2 separate regions of the Mus musculus genome follow, and region 1 is linked to region 2. The links are chromatin contacts, called in public Hi-C maps. All regions are on one chromosome and are shown on one strand. Each heading gives the region's core, a stretch centred on a gene start, on an enhancer-like site or on the middle of the called end of the contact. The rest is flanking DNA. Distances are from core to core; before and after follow the strand shown.

What was found. A called contact is a pair of places that touch in the nucleus more often than the background predicts.
Region 1: a contact with region 2 is called in a Hi-C map of forebrain, with 5 times the contacts expected there. The contact joins two enhancer-like sites. A contact is called at or near these places in 20 of 484 Hi-C or Micro-C datasets (B cells, CD4 T cells, LSK cells and 14 more) and 1 of 115 datasets of contacts at active chromatin or transcription factors (astrocytes).

Annotation. Positions count from the first base shown.
Region 1 is chr10:126,523,220-126,528,966 of GRCm38.p6, reverse strand. No RefSeq gene overlaps it. Among named protein-coding and RNA genes, the nearest start is that of Gm40797, 140 kb to the left of the region's middle. Within about 2 kb of position 2,451, at least 20 of the 459 cell types and tissues checked have an H3K27ac peak or open chromatin away from gene starts, as enhancers often do. A contact at or near this core is called in forebrain, where this site is marked.
Region 2 is chr10:125,260,597-125,266,425 of GRCm38.p6, reverse strand. The region is part of intron 3 of Slc16a7 (solute carrier family 16 (monocarboxylic acid transporters), member 7); the gene reads left to right. Among named protein-coding and RNA genes, the nearest start is that of Slc16a7, 45 kb to the left of the region's middle. Within about 2 kb of position 1,290, at least 25 of the 459 cell types and tissues checked have an H3K27ac peak or open chromatin away from gene starts, as enhancers often do. A contact at or near this core is called in forebrain, where this site is marked.

The DNA of each region.
Region 1 (5,747 bases), core at 1,202-3,701, 1.3 Mb before region 2:
AGTTAGAGACAGAAAGGAAGCAAGCACAAAGTTTTCTGTGTGAACCCAGTAAGATCCAAGCTGTTATTTTCTACTTTGATCTTATTAGCTTATTAATAGGGAGATTATTAACAGGATTACGTAACAGCATATGTAAATCAGCTAATATTGGCTAGCTCTAATGAAAGATTATGATTATTCTAATCCTCATAATGACTAGTGAAAAGACAACCCTCTTTCCTCTGCACTGTGTGACCTAGGACAACACAGGTATGGAGCGGTCAAGAAACGCCGACAATTATTTTCTTGTTGCTATTAAAAGTCAACTAGTAATTAACATGCAAATCTTATTTAAGGGAAGCCAGCTAATGTTCGGCCTTCCTGGAACAAGGGAGCTACCAAGTAACTGTAGGGTCTGTAGTCAACTGTGTGGATGTAGGAATAGATGGATTCTGGGCCAAGTGTGACTTTCTGTTAGGTAAACTGTTTTAGTGTCAGGCTGTTCGAGAAAATCCAAAAAGTCTACTTTTTTCCTTTGGCCAATCTCATCTTTTCTGAATAACTCAAAGAATGCCTGATTAGGAAGGTGACTACTTTTGTGTTATCAAGAAACTTGGGCTGCTAGAGGACTGGTTAAGATGCCAAGAGGACTGGTTAAGATGCCTAGAGGACTGGTTAAGATGCCAAGAGGACTGGTTAAGATGCCAAGAGGACTGGTTAAGATGCCTAGAGGACTGGTTAAGATGCCAAGAGGACTGGTTAAGATGCCAAGAGGACTGGTTAAGATGCCTAGAGGACTGGTTAAGATGCCAAGAGGACTGGTTAAGATGCCAAGAGGACTGGTTAAGATGCCTAGAGGTGAACTTGTACTTTGGGAACACAGATGCTAATTTTGTGGGTACCAAAGGCTACTGCAGGCTTCCCAGGGCCTGTGTGGAGCTCTGACTGCCTCAGCTCATGGTGGAGAAACAAGTTCTGTCACCTTGCTAACAGGTGTTTTTTAACTTCTAATTATCCTGCATAAAATGAAAAGCCCCCGGCTTCCCCACATCAGTGCAGTGTTTTGTCTGAATTGCACCAGATCAAATATTTTGTTTATGCCTGGAGGAAAAATGAAAAAGCAGACAACTTATTTTGTTCCAGAGAGAAGCAATTTGACACATTAGAATTTCTTAAAGATATTAAAATGGACACAACTGTTTTGTTAAGTTGGAGGCAGGATTCATACACATGTTTAAAGTTTAAAAATAAAGCAAAATCTTAAATTAAACTGGACTCAGTTCCACTTCACACAGCTCTCTCAGGACCCAGAGGGGCTTAGATTGTTTTCCTCTCAAGTGAACTATTTTAGAAATAATAGGTTTAGGTGTCAAGCTATTATTAACTCTTATTATCTTAGCTTGTAGGAGTATCAGTTTAGCAGTAGAGGAGGAAAGATAGGCAGAGAGTGGGCTTGGATGGGGCATCCAGGGGGCCTGGTGGGTATGGAACATAATGTATATTTCCTCTGAGAGATGACAATGACTGGAGACCAGTTTGGAGCAATTTGGAGTATGGAGGAAGAGGCATCTACAAGGAGATTCCGTGGACTGAAACTTTGCAGTTTGGCTGTGCATCCGTTAGAGCGTTTTGAAGCCAGGCAGTCACACAGCTGTGTAATGATGGCAGCTCATCTTAATCAAACCCCACTCCTGGGCCCCTCCCACCATCCAGCTGGTTGCTACAGGATTAGGCACTCCATCTAAGACCTTAGTTGTTTAGACTTTTCTTTAAAAAATTATTTATTATTATTGTTGTTGCTGTTGTTGTTGGTGTTAGTGGTGTCCATGTGTGTTCCCCTGCGCGCTCATGCGTGTATGTGTGTGTGTGTGTGTTTGTGTGTGAGTGTCTATGTGTACAGGGCATACGGCAGAGGGCAACTTTTAGGAGTCACTTCTCTTCTTCCACAGTAGATTCTGAGCATCACACTCAGGGGTCAGGCCTGCTTGAGGCATTCTGACCATTAGATCATTTTGCTAACCCAGTTGGACATATTTTTGTGGGATCTTGGAGGTCACCTTACTTTCCACACATGGTCCACCTACGTGAACAAGGCTGTCAGCTCTGTGGATGTGTGGCTTGCAAGGTTACCCAGTGTTCCATATTTAGAGGAGCCTTCTATGCTGAAGGTCTGCCATCTTGAAATCTTTGTACAAGTGCTCTGCACACGCATTTCATATCGGGGACCACAGATTTCATGGTGAACCTGACCCATATGCTTGCAAATCCCATAGGAGAGAGAATGGAACTGTTTCTTAGGATTCTTGTGTCTTTTTTTTTTTTTTCTTATTCTGGGAATACAGCTGACAGAGCTCTGTCTTCAGCCCCTCTTTATGTACCATGGCTTTGTCCCCCTTCTAGGCTACTCCAGCTCTGTCTTTAGACTTCAGTTTATTCCTTATCTCCGTTCTGAATCTCCATGTTTCCTCTTTAAAGCTGTTCATTCTCTATTGTTCTATTCTCCACGCAGCTGCCGGCTGCTGACAGCTCAGCATTGTCTCCTAGGTACTTAGAGGCCATTATTGTAACCCTCTGCATGTTTCCAGGCTAAGAGAGCCTCTTCTTTAACCCATCATCCTGAATGCCGTCCCTCCCCTACCCCCATTTTAATTGATGCTTTCTCAAATTGAAGCTAGCTCATTCAGGTAGCATGGATAAAACCAGGGCACAATTAACTTCACATCTAGCTACGCTCTTGCCAAGGAAAGGAGCAGGTAGGAACTGGTACCCATAAAAGCCACTTTCTGGAATTAATCTAAAATTAGCTAAATTTTGTAATTACAAAGTAATTTGAAAATCAAGTAGTTAAACTAAAGCATTGATCAGGAACAGGAGGAGAGGAAAGGAGAGAATGGAAAGACCCATCGGAAGCAACCATCGCTCCTTCTCTGCAGACCGGCGTGGCTTTCTGAGAGGAGGTAGATAGCCTGCTAAGACAGGTGTAATGGTTCCTTCCTCAGGCAAAGTCAAACCACATGTCCTCGGGGGTGGGGTGGGGGGAGGCAACCTGACCAGCACACGTTCGCGCTGTTTCCATACATACATCCATGAGGGGACATAAAGAGATTCAAGAGATTTTATGTTTGGATTATAGTGTTCAAACACAGAGTGCATCAGGAAACATGATTACAAAAGAGCAACAAAAGGAAGGAGGGCTTGATGTAGCGTAATGTAGGCACTGCTCCAGTAATCCACTTCAGAGAGACAGTGATTTAATTTCCACAAAACAGTGGCTTGAATGCTTTCAAGGTAGAGGCCTTAGGAAGACACACACACACACACACACACACACACACACACACACACACACTCTCTCTCTCTCTCTCTCTCTCTCTTGTCCTCTCGATTCCTCCTTTATCTTTCTATCTATCTCTTCCCTCCCTCCTTCCTTTCTCTCTATTTCTCTCTCCTCTCTCCCCATCTCTCTTCCTTTCCTCTCTTCCTCCTTCCCCTCTCTCTCCTTCCTCTTTCTTTCTCTCCCCTCTCATTCTTTCCCTTCTCTCTCTGTCTCTCTTGTTTCTGTCTCCCTCCTTTCTCTCTCTCCCTCTCTCTTCTTTCCCTCCCCACATTCTTTCTCTCTTTTTCTCTCTCTTCCTTCCTGCCCTCCTCTGTTCTCTCTCTTTCTCTCCCCTTCCCTCTCTCCTTCTCTCTCAGCAGCCTCACTCAGCACGGGAATCTGGACTTTCCCAGGGATGTTCCCAGGGGAACTCTGGTGTCAGGTTGGGACTCAGTGTCCATGGTGAGGTGAGATAAGGCAGGAAGCCTATCCCAGGTCTCACCTTTCTTGTGCACAAAACACTGAAAACTTAGCTTACCAGAGCACGACCATGGAAACAATGATTTAGCAGATGGGGCAATGCCTTGGGAAGTTGTAGTATATTGCTTTTGCACATTCAAAATGGCTCATTAATAGGAAACAGTACACTTTATATTGGTAGGATGGGCATTTACTTTGACTCTGTGCCCTATGCCAGGTAAATACCCTCAGGAAGTCTGTAGACAAGCTGGGAAACAAGAATAATACTGTTAGTAGCAAGCGTTTATATCTTGTATAGCAAGAGTTTAGTGACGGGCACATTCAAGGGGAATGTATATAGTACAAGCTCTGAAGTTAGGTGTCGATATTTGAACCCTAGTTGATGGTGAAGGTCATATACCGCTTCAGTTTTCTGGTCCATTGACCAGGACACGGCTCACAGCTCTCAGGGCTGTTGTGTGGATGTACAGATTAATGTGAACTTAATAACTACTTATGCCTTCCTTGTGTTTCAACCATCAAACATCAGATGTATCACTCACATTTATGTGACTTCACAAGCTCCTCTCTCTCTCTTCTCTCTCTCTCTCTCTCTCTCTCTCTCTCTCTCTCTCTCTCTCTCTCCTCTCTCTCCCCTCTGTCCCTCCTCCCCCTTTGCCTTCCCCTCTCCTTGTTCTTTCCCTCTCTTAGCAATCTTAGATGACTGCTCCTTGGAGCTGCCTTGGGAAATAAGTGTGTGATTCTAGGCAAGAAGAATATTAAACTTGAGAGGATGGAATGAGCTCCTGGGATTAGCATATTAGGAAAGTCCTCAATGAGGTGAGAAGAGTTGAATTTGTGCTTAAAATATGATAGAGTCCAGCCCAGGTCTGAACAGTAGAAGTGGCAGGGGGTGGGGGTGGGGTTGTTTGGTATATATGGACTAGGCTGAGCAGGGTGAGATGTAAAAATGGGAAAGACATGACTAGAAGACCACTGAGTTACTGGATACCACAGCTGGACTGTAGACTATGTCCTTTAACAATATTTCTTTATTTCAGTGATTTATTTATCAAGTGCTTTCTTGGTGTTTCTATGTGTGGGTGCTGGGACTATATTAAAACGAAGGAAACAACCTCCATCCCCAAAAGAGTACACACACTTGTTTCTGTCTGTGGTGCTGATAGTAACACACAAATGCACAGAGATGAGTTAGGAAGGCACCAGAGATGTGCAGCTTTTGAACAAGGTCTTGCCCATGGCTAGGAATGGAGCAGGGGATTGGGCAGTATTACCTCAGACATAAAGAGGCAAGAAAGCAGATTGGGGAACTGGGACGGATGGATTCTATTTTAGATCGAGGAAGTATCAGTGATGTAGAGAGATCCTTGAGGGAAGGATCTGGCAGGTGGGTGCAAAGAAAACTCAGTTGTGGACAGTCAGTGCTAGAGGTTAAGATCTTGGAGCCATGGCCTTTGTGGGGAAAGTGGGCTTTTAATGGAGATGAGTGAGCCATACATCTTAGATCTAGAAGGAACCCTTGAAGACATCTACTGGGAATCTTGTTTACATCAGGTCTACCAGAAGGCTAACTGGACATAGTCCAGACACCTATTTGGATGGCCCTCTACTCTGTTCACAGGCATGCAAACCATCCAGTGTAAGCTGAATTTCAACCTGAAGTTTCATTTGAGAAACCAGAGGTGTGAGAATAGGGGTGGCTTACGGAATGCTGCTTGGGAAGAGTCTGTAGAGTGGATCTCAGAGGAACAGATCTGGCAGCTGGGACACAGGCAGAGCAGTTAGTGATACTTTTTCGTTATTCTCCTAGCTCAACATTAATGATAAGTTTTCAGTGTGACTTTCATATATGGGCTGAGTTTAATTCAACTGGAGCAAAGATCTATTCCATCCTTCATAAGGTATGTTGCAGATTCTTGAAGAAAATCTTGTCCTGGCGTTTCATGCAGCAGACCAGACCATGTGCACTGTT
Region 2 (5,829 bases), core at 41-2,540:
AGACAGACAGGCAGAAATGATAGTGGAAGTTTCAGGTTTTTTTTTTTTTTTTAAAGGGGAGAAAGAATGTTTTTGCTTGCGAATCATAGAGGATACCTAAGCAGCCAGGAGACAAGGGCGCTCATGGAAACAGTAGATTATAAAACTTGATTACTGGCTTTTATTGTAGCCAAGACTTTAAGAGATTAAGTATTAACATCAGAGGGCAAAACTAGTTCAGATAGTAAATGGAGCCTCGTGGCACCGGCAAGAAAACAAAGCAGGCATTCAAATGGGACTGTTATCGCCCTTGTAAAGGGACAGGGACGTGAGCCAACAGGAGGAAGCCCTGCCTGCCCTTTGAAAGCAAACGTGGAATTTCGTGATCTCTCAAGCATTACTGCCGTCTCCGCTGCTGTAATGATTCCAGTGAAAGACAGCTGACTCGTGTAACCCTGTGTCTCAAAGGCAGATGAAGATGGTACCAGTCAAATACCCATCTTATTTCTAATTAACACAACAGTGGATCATGTGAATCTTAAAAAAAAAAAAATCATTTCCTCATTAACAGTTACCTTCCCCACCTCTTCACGGGACCTTTCGGGACTTTAAAGGTAGATGGCTTGCTCGTTCCTCACATGGTTCTTACTGGAGGTTTTAAAATCTATTTACCAACTCCAAACCCTGGCATGGGCCAAGCCTCTGTTCTTGGTCTTAAACTACACATGGTTCTGGCAGTCAGCCCACTCTTTGTGGGATTCCAGCCTGTTCTGTGGCTCTCGTTCCGACTTTATCTTATTGAGGACAGCCGGTAGTCTTAGTGCCACACACCGTAGCCTTGTCTTGGAAGGAAGGAAGGTGCCGACGACTGGCCAGAGGCAAAAGGCCATTGCACACTGAGCTTAAGCTCTTAGAGTCGTGAGCTTCCCGTGCGAAAGAATCCGTTGAGGAGCTTGAAAGCTGTTTCGTGACATCTGTGTCTAGGGCAGCTCCAAAGCTTCTCCTGTCCAGGGTGGAAGGCATTGGGAACACCTTGAAAATCTTTGGTGTTTGCAAGCGTGCTGTGAGGAAGCAAACACTTCTCAGAGCTAGGCTGGACCTTCTCCTTCTTAGCACTTGACTCTAGGCGAGTCTTAGGAATAATAGCCTTACAATGATGTCTTATAAGTGTTTATTAAAAATCAGGTCAGAGGGGACAGAATGGAGGGCTCAGTAGTTTAAGAGCAAGGGATGCTCTTCCAGAGGACCTGGCTCCCACAAGCCAGCTCACACTCAGTTACACACTCAGTTACAGGGAAGCAGTGCCCTCTTCTGGCTTCCACCGGCAACAGACATGCATGCACGTTGATGCATAGACCTACAGGTCAAACACATACACATAAAGGAATGAACTAAATGCACATTTTAATCTGGCAGAAGCAGCTCTGGTTACAGGGTGAGATGCTCCATTTCTGCAGATAGGAGAGCAGGGTAGGCTTCCCATAGGGTCACACGCTAATGCAGCTCCAGCTTTGGGTTCCTAGCATCCACACTCAGCCTTAGAGCTCTTGCACGAAGCAAAAAGGCATTGACTTGAACCCTCGGGGGCTCCTGAGGCCAGTCAGGACCTGCGAGTGATAACTCCACGCTATTGATTTGTCAGTTTACAGTTAATTTTGGGATGCGGAGGAAAGAAGAGCCACAGTGTTCAGATTGCTGCCGGCCAAATTGCTGCTTCATGAGCCAAATGCCCACATATAGAGAGGAAGCGAGAAACCGCTGTGGAAATGAAAGGATCAACAGAGATTTGTCACAAAGAAATTGGAATTAAGTCATGGAAAACATGCTGAAGATATTTGATGAGACGCTAGGGAGATATTTAAAATAATCAAGCAGTTACCGAATTTATCACGATCTTAGAAAATGTAGAAGAATAGGAGGAGGGAAAGGAAAAGAGAGCAAATGTTGATGTTGAAAGACATCAGTATTGTTTTCCAGTATGAGAGTCTCGGGAGATCTTTTGGGCTGTAGTAAATGTAAGAATGAAGAGTTCTCATGCTGTGCCTTCAGCAGTCTCCTTTTCCAAGATAAGTACAGTTTCCTTTCGCATCCCCTTTCTTTCGGAATGTCTTCATATCAGTGTAAATTGTAGGACATGGATTACCCCCCTAATTTCCCAGATTGAGGTTGGTTTGGTGAGTGACAGGACGTGGATGTTTCGGAAGAGATATCTTCCCGTAAGAGAAGCCGTGGTAGCTGTACGCAGTGCAAATAGGTGGATGACTCGGTGCACAGACATTGCCGGATGAAGGAGCCACTCCTGGCTGAAGAAGGAGTGCTACCTAGGATTCCAGAGGAGTAATCCCCGTGTCACTACTTATTTAAGATGCCCACAATGTTTATTTACTAGTAACTAGCCACATTGAAGTAGTAAGAGAAAACTGGGGTGCTCAAACTGAAAGAAGAAAGGTTTTTTTTTAATAATTATGGAAGAAACAGAGCAAAAGCATAATTACACATTATTTACCTAAGAAGTGAAGTAGAGTTTTCCTCCACTGGTGTTTCATACACTTCAGAAAATATTATATCAGTATACCCTATCGTTTGTCATTAATGCTTTTTTATGCATTGTTATACCTTGCTCTTTATTATATAATTTCATTATTTACAACAACTCTTAAATTTAAAAATTTTGATCATACTATTTCCTTCCCCAAGTTGTCCCAGATCCTCTCCCATGTCCTACACACCACACTTTTAAGTTCTTTATCAGAAAATGAGGGTACAATAACAACACCCCCCAAAACAAGGAAACAAAGTAAAATCACCCACACCCTCAAAAAAAAAAAAAAAAAACCTTGCAACTGAGTAAATGTGCGTGCAAAAAAGAGTAAGGAGAGACCGGGAAGCTTCACCCATCCTGCATCTTTAACACCTAAGTGTGTGGATAAAGCGTCAGAGGGAGCAAGTATTTCTGAGATGTGTTAATATACAGAGCTCACAAGGATCGTAGATCATAAACACGCATGGAAGTCAGAGGTGTGTGACAAAACGGCCTGTGTCTCATTTTTAACATATTTCACATATTTAACATATTTCCAAAGCTGGTCTTCAACTAGGCTCGTCACCAAAGAAAGCCAGGGTCATCATTATGCTTTTCAGAGATCACTTTAGTGATCAATTTATGTCCAGTGAAAGAAGGGATATAGAACAAGCAAGGAAAGGCCAACAAGCGTGAAAAGAGACACTTGTCTGAGTGGCGTTTAGGACCCAGATTTGATGTATCTGCTACATCTGGGACAAAATGTGTGGAACATGAAAACTGACTGAGGATGATGTCCAGTTTGGGGCCTGGCTGAAAGCACGGTAATGTCACCCAAGGAAGCAGGTGTATAGGAGGAGCCCGTGTTATTCCAGGAGCTAGATTGAAACTGAATTTGTATCTCCAAATACTTTGATGTCCTCCCTGATGTACAAAGCTGAGGATGTGAGAAAGGGGTTGTTCTGCACTTCATGGGTGCTCTAACACGGCGACTAAAGAGAACTCAGAGGGAGAGATGAAGACGCTTCGCCTCTAACAGAGTCTTCATCTAGCACATCCTGAGTGGTGCCCCAGTTAGCTGGGTGTGGTGACTCATGTCTGTAACCCCAGCATTCGAGAGGCTGAGAGACTAGGACTGACTTGAGTTCTAGACTAGCCTGGGTTACACAGTAAGTTCCAGGCTAGCCTGAAAATTAGAGAGCAATCAAAAGTGGGCAAGTTCTCTCCACGTTGGCATTCCACGCTAGTTCTCTCTGCTTCTAAACCTACCAGAAAAATATTACATTTCTCCTTCAAAGAATATTGACAAGGTACATACATAGCAGATAATTAGATTTCTTATGAAAGAGTAGGTCCTTGCAGTCTCACTTTTCCCCCAAGGCTGGAAAACAGTATTGAGCATAATCACTCTTTAAAATAAGTAATAGTTTGCTACCAAGAAGTACAGAGACGAATATACGAATGTATTCACGTGATGTTGTAACGATACGAAGGAAAGGCTCTAAAATGCTTGCTGTTTAAATAGAAAACACGCCAACGTCCCGCTGCATTGTAATAAAAATTAATGAACAAATTGGTAATCAAAAGCCTGTTGAAATATAATGAATTAGAGTTTAATGAAATAATTAAAGGTATACTAGAAAGAGTTTTGAATCTGTGATCTTACCCCATTCTTGTTGGCTAAATGGAAGAGAAAAATCTAAAATGAGAAGAGAGTAGAACTTAGACACCCGAAGAAGGGGAACACAGTGCTTGGCCTATTTAAGTCACAATGTGAGAATCTTGAAATGTTTGAGTAAATAAGCTTACTGGTTACTTATACATGTGCCCCACTATTTGTAGCCAACCCTATACAATTTAATTGGCTTTGGTGACGCTCTTAGTATTCAATTTTTAACAACTACAGAAAAGAATAATTCACCTTAAGTCCCTAGTAAGATGTGAAGAGCCAACCTCACATACCAGTTCTTTACTACAATAAAAGCAAGTTTTCAATAATGGCCTTCGAAAATTGGAGGGAGGAAAATCTCTAGTTAGATTGCATTTTCCCAAAGAGCACTGTTTCCTGTGGGTGATGCGGTATATTCTCATGTAGCTCCTACATTACACAGGAAGATTAGAACTGCCTGCTTCAGTTTTTGTGACTGTTTAAATGGAACCAACACCAGGCTATATTCATCAAGAACAGAACCTTCACTCCATCTAATGGTGTCAGAGTATCATGTCATTCACTGCAATCTATAGCTAGTGGCATGCCATAATATCGATTAGAGGAATGAAGCTAGGGGCATGAGAATAATAGAGATATTTCGCTGACTATGAAATTAGTGACTAATGATGATTCTGCTTACAGGTCTGTGGTGTAGATCTTAAAAACAACAGCCATTGTCTGTTCCTGTGTAGTATTTTTAGATATCACAGAATGTACCACTTCACCTACCTGTGATAATTATCCATCCTCTGTGCCAGGCACACCCATATCTCTGTGTCTCTCTAGTTTAAGATAGGCCTGTAGTTCACACTTAGCTGGAGGTTTAACATCTTTTTCTGAAAAAGAAAATAGAAACATCTTCGTTTATCAGATTGCTATAAGATAATATTTAGTCTTTTCCTCTTATTTTCTAGCCTTGTTGCCATTTAAAACTGTCAACTTACATATTAGGACAGGGAGTTGTTTGAGGGTCACTCCAACTTTACCGTAACACTTCTAGACAGTTTTGTGTATTTAAAGAGTGAATTTTGTACATTCTGACATTAGATGTTGTATTAGTCAGGGTTCTCTAGAGTCACAGAACTTATGGATAGTCTCTATATAGTTAGAGAATTTATTTATGATTTACGGTCAGCAGCCCAATTCCCAACAATGGTTCAGTCGCAGCTGTGAATGGAAGTCCAAGGATCTAGCAGTTACTCAGTCTCATACAGCAAGCAGGCAAAGGAGCAAGAGCCAGACTCCCTTCTTCCAATGTCCTTATATTGTCTCCAGCAGAAGGTGTAGCCCAGATTAAAGGTGTGTTCCACCACACCTTTAATCCCGGATGACCTTGACTCAGAGATTTAATCTTCTGGAATCCATAGCCACTATGGCTCAAGATCTCCATACCAAGATCCAGATCAGAAACTTCTATCTCCAAGCCTCCAGATAAGGCTCACTGGTGAGCCTTCCAATTCTGGATTGTAGTTCATTCCACATATAGTCAAGTTGACAACCAGGAATAACCACTACAGATGTCTACTCATCTACTGTCTGTACATTGTAACTGAGGCCATGTGATTCTAAGCTAATGTAACTCTAAGTAGAATGATACTTATCTTTTTCCAGAGTCAGA